2 separate regions of the Salmo salar genome follow, and region 1 is linked to region 2. Evidence: chromatin contacts called from public Hi-C data. All regions are on one chromosome and are shown on one strand. Each heading gives the region's core, a stretch centred on a gene start, on an enhancer-like site or on the middle of the called end of the contact. The rest is flanking DNA. Distances are from core to core; before and after follow the strand shown. Region 1 holds the start of LOC106573292 (cryptochrome-1). Region 2 holds the start of trabd (TraB domain containing).

Region 1 (2,700 bases), core at 181-2,680, 210 kb before region 2:
AAAGCAGCATAGTATGTGGGCTAAATGAAAGGGAGGGAATCCAAGGTAAATCAGTAATCAACAGTCCTTGGTGCCCTGGAATGCCCTTGATTCCTGTGTGGCACACAGATGTACTTGTAATGCAATAATTGACAGTCAATATTTACTATAACTGTTTGCATAAGTGTGGTGCTAGGAAAGCCCTACTTTCCTGCCTAAGCGGTACACCACACACGCACACACACACACACACTAATGTCATTCATAACCAACTACAGCACTGGGATTCCTCCTTCTGGCGTTATGATAACCCAGATTTGGTTTTCCATAAACCTATTGACCAAATGTGCATAAGTGGCGTCTGGCGTGCCCACAAGGTCATAATCTATTGAAAAGGAAACCATCCTTGATCCATCAGAGCCCCTAGGCAAATTCACAAGCGTGGCAATGCAAAAAGCAGGGACCTGTGTGACCTACATCTGCGGTAAACACATCTGTGTTGGGTGAGTGCAATACGAGCCACTCAATTAAAACACGTCCTCTAATACAGGGGTTCCCAAACGCGTTCTATGGGGAACTGTTCACACCCCTCGTTGGTGGAGAGAATTTTGCGAGCTTAAAGCTTATTTCCTGCAATTCTATAAATGTTGTCATGGGGTGCAAATAAAATGTTGCAGTTAAACAAAAATACTAAATAAAAAAACATTAGCTAACATGGGCTAGTTGCTCTGGACATTTCTGACAAGTTATAAATAGTTCTCTAAGATATGCAATGACTAACATGACAAGAGGAACTGATGATGCACTACCCAATTTAGAAATGTCACCTTGTGCATTCTACTATTAGGACCCCTACCTCCACCTGCTGATGCCCACGTTGGAGGACCCTGCAAACCAGGGGTCTAGGATGTAAACATAGCGAAGGGTGTCCGCTCCCCGGATAGACTCCTTTAGAGAGGGGTTGTCGTGGACCCGCAGTCCCTTCCTGAACCAGTGGATCGTGTTGCCGACCATTTCACCTGCTGTCTCTTCTAGTTATGTCCACGGCTCGAGTCGTTGGTTATTGCGCTGATGTCAAAACAAAACGCGTACGAGCTAAAACAATAGCTTTTGCATGCCCAAACTAAGTTTCGGTTCTGTCGCCTAGATGGTTTTATAATGTATACACTTTTTTTTTTTTTATTAACCTGTTAAAAACGATGTTCGACCTGATGGCTAGCCTAGCAGCTCGAAAAATGTATAATTGCGTTGTCGTATCTAGCTATTTTCCAGATAAGGAAGAAGAGCGCTAGTTCAGTAAGCGCGAGCGAGTGAACTAAAGTACAGTAGGTAGAGCGTTTTGCTGAGAAATTAAACTGTCTTCCAGTATCACTCGAATGTATTCCCATATTCAAAGAAAATGTTCCCTGTTGAAATGAACTTTCTTTGACAACGGCTCCACCCAAAGAGGTACGCGGATAAGAAAGAAGGAATCTGATTGGTCAATGTCACCAGTTATGTAACGTTTGCTCGCTCACGTTTCTGTAGTGTGCTTATTCCTATCTTGTGTTTTTTCCACAGGCATCATTTATACACGGTAAATATCCACACAACACAATATTTTATGTTTAATAAGTTATTTACAGATTACTTTAAAAACCATAGTCTGATTATCGATCTTATTTTGGATTTTGTTGACAAAAATGTGTGCGCGTCATGATTAGTTACGCAGGACCCGGATGAACACATGTACTAAAAAAATGATTACGCAAGTGTATCTGTAGGCCTAGTGGGCAACCCATCACCGTTACCGTCACACGTCCATGCATGTGATGAATGTCAAATACTCTTTGTTATTAGACTATGTACCACTATGTATTTACGTTAAAATGCTGTCATTTCAAAATGGATTCAAACCAAATAACTATTCTTGCCTGTGTATGCATGCTTACCAATGCAGAATTTCAGATGTGATCAGATTTCAATCAAAAACTTATCAGCAAAGATCATAAGGTATCCCAAACACCTTAAAAGAAGCAACCAATTGTCACACAGTATTGCATTAGTAGGGCCTACACTTTAATTACATTGTCCTGAAGCATGAGGTGGGAAAACATGTGGATGATGATTGTGTGAAACAATTACAAACTGTAGTAGTTTTTATTCATGAGACAAGGGATGGGTGGGTAGTTGGATGAGGAAACAGTTTGAATATCTAGACACTAGATTGTAATATGCAATATCAACACACCATCTTTAGTAGCATACATTAGGCTGCGTATAGTATAGTTGATAATACTTTTATGAAGGAAAAGTTCAATGACAACATGACTGTGTGAACTTTGAATATGTAAAATAATAAGGGAATTTCTTTATAGTAGCCTAAGTCTTCCTAGTATGGAAATGTATGGTGAGGCTAGATCTTTGACATAATGATTGAGGTTTACAAACTGAGCACCAGGGTTCAGTGTTGCTCCAGGGATAAGCAGCATACAACTTCAGCACAAAATGTACCAACAATACTCTCCTCAATCAAATTAAAATCAAATCAATGTAATTTGTCACATACACAGTTTACAGCAGGTGGGAAAAGTGCAGTAAAATGCTTATGTGCTAGATCTTCAACAATGCAGTACATCAGTCAATAATAACAATAAAAAGAGTCAAGTAAAAAATAACAAGTAATAGAAGCGGTAGTATGCATAGTACTAATAGACTGTAGAGAAATATAAAGTGGGTAGT
Region 2 (2,700 bases), core at 125-2,624:
AAAATTGTGAGTGAGCCCACTCCCTTGGCTGAGAAGCAACCCCACACATGAATGGTCTCAGGATGCTTTACTGTTGGCATGACACAGGACTGATGGTAGCGCTCACCTTGTCTTCTCTGGACAAGCTTTTTTCCGGATTCCCCAAACAATCGGAAAGGGGATTCATCAGAGAAAATGACTTTTCCCCAGTCCTCAGCGGTCCCTGATGTATTTCCTGGAGAGAAGTGGCTTCTTTGCTGCCCTTCTTGACACCAGGCCATCCTCCAAAAGTCTTCGCCTCACTGTGAGTGCAGATGCACTCACACCTGCCTGCTGCCATTCCTGAGCAAGCTCTGTACTGGTGGTGCCCCGATCCCGCAGCTGAATCAACTTTAGGAGACGGTCCTGGCGCTTGCTGGACTTTCTTGGGCGCCCTGAAGCCTTCTTCACAACAATTGAACCGCTCTCCTTGAAGTTGTTGATGATCTGATAAATGGTTGATTTAGGTGCAATCTTACTGGAAGCAATATCCTTGCCTGTGAAGACCTTTTTGTACAAAGCAATGATGACGCCACGAGTTTCCTTGCAGGTAACCATGACTGACAGAGGAAGAACAATGATTCCAAGCACCACCCTCCTTTTGAGGCTTCCAGTCTGTTATTCGAACTCATTCAGCATGACAGAGTCATCTCCAGCCTTGTCCTCGTCAACACTCACACCTGTGTTAACGAGAGAATCACTGACATGATGTCAGCTGGTCCTTTTGTGGCAGGGCTGAAACACAATGGAAATGTTTTTTGGGGATTCAATTTATTTGCATGGCAAAGAGGGACTTTGCAATTAATTGCAATTCATCTGATCACTCTTCATAACATTCTGGAGTATATGCAAATTGCCATCATACAAACTGAGGCAGCAGACTTTGTGAAAATTTATATTTGTGTCATTCTCAAATCCTTTGGCCACGACTGTACAGTAGGGGACTGAGCACATCTGCGTGTTATCCCTACTGCCTCTGATCTGGGGGACTCACTAAACACAAATGCTTTGTTTGTAAATGAGGTCTGTGAGTTGTAGTGTGCCCCAGGTTATATTTAAAAAATATGTATCGTGCTAATTATAAGCAATTTGAAATAATTTATACTTTTTATTTTGATACTTAAGTATATTTAAAACCAAATACTTTTAAACTATTACTCAAGCAATATTTTTCTGGGTGACTTTCACTTTTACTTGAGTCCTTTTCTATTAAGGTATCTTTACTTTTACTCAAGTATGATAGTTGGGTGCTTTTTCACCACTGATTACCACAACGCACTCAAATCTCAATTGAACTACAAGTACCAGAAAACAACGTTAACAAACGAGTCGAACACATCATTGGTCGAAGTGCAGGTGAGAGCACAGGTTGGCTAACTTATAAGTTTTAATTTTTTAATGTATAACATTGTAAGCTGTAGTTATTATATGTTGATTACAAATTGATATGACATTGTTTACCAAGTAGTTAGCAGCAGTTAGCCAGCTAACCGATATGTCAGCTGTTAGCTAGTAGTAAGCTAACTGCTAGTCGGCGAGTAGTAAGCTATTTAGCTTGGGCCAACTTGCTAACATTAGCTAACTTAATGAATAATGTTAGCTAGTTTGCCTAGCTAGCAAGATAATATGTGGAAACGAGGGGAATATCAGCTAAGGGTGTCAATGTTTTGTCTCTAGCCAGCAGGTTTGACAGCTTTAGCTAGCTAGCTAGCTAGCTAGCTAACTAACTTGACTTTGTAGCATGTGGTTAGCTAGCAAAATAGCTAGCTATGTCAACAGTCTTGTTTGAAGGTGATGTAATCGTGTTGAAGTACGCAGCTACATGCAGCAGGAGAGCGTTTAGCCATGACCGGGCTCTAAAAAGAGGCCACTAAGCTAACGTTAGGCAGTTTGCTCATGATATTTGTCTATATACTATAACGTTACTGTCACAGTGAAACCTGGCTCACAAATTGTCTTACAAATTGTCTTATCTACTAGAATTAGCTACCTGTGACAGGTAACGTTAACCAGCCGGTTTTATTTTCCAACTAACTTTGTCGCCATATGCTGATGGTAGCTAACTAGTGAGAATGGGTAGTTTATTTATGGTTTGGTACACTGTACATATAGTTAGCAAACGTCAGCAATTGAGGAACTTGAACTGGGGCCTTAGCTTAGTCACAAAATAAGCATCACAGCTGATAGCATTGCAGAGAATAGCAATGGCTAAATGCATTAATACATTTGACCATACTCTTTCCTCCTGTTTTGCTTTCCTTTTCAGTAAGGAAGGTGGGACATCGCTTTAGTTTTTGCCCAGCTCTCAAAGGTTGAATCATGGACCAAGACAACAACTCCGAGGTAAGTTTGGGGACTGCGGGACATGGGTCAGTGCATAGTGCTTTGACAGCTGTTATTTTGATCATTTTAAAAAGGCACACAGAGTACAGCTTCACACACATCTGTTATGGCCCATACAGCTGTGATATTTGAAGAACACAGCTCTATGCTGATCATAACACATTAAGCAAAACAAACAAACATTCTTAGAATTTTGTCCCGCTCCTGTACTTAGCCTAGATGTTAATTGTCTAAGAATCAGTGTCGCAATAAATCTGGCTATTAAGCTCTTGAGCACATTGACAAAATGTTTTTGTTGACATGTACATTTTTAGAATGGCTTAATGACTACATATGCTT

What was found. Hi-C and Micro-C count contacts between places; a contact is called where the count stands out from the background.
Region 1: a contact with region 2 is called in a Hi-C map of muscle, with 4 times the contacts expected there. The contact joins the promoter of LOC106573292 here to the promoter of trabd in region 2. A contact is called at or near these places in 3 of 3 Hi-C or Micro-C datasets (blood, gill and muscle).

The regions. Positions count from the first base shown.
Region 1 is chrssa16:16,697,891-16,700,590 of Ssal_v3.1, reverse strand. It overlaps LOC106573292 (cryptochrome-1), which reads right to left and starts at 1,430. Exons shown (of 9, transcript XM_014148221.2): 1 at 836-1,430. The coding sequence starts at 993.
Region 2 is chrssa16:16,489,380-16,492,079 of Ssal_v3.1, reverse strand. trabd (TraB domain containing) reads left to right here and starts at 1,374. Exons shown (of 10, transcript NM_001173969.1): 1 at 1,374-1,386; 2 at 2,285-2,361. The coding sequence starts at 2,338.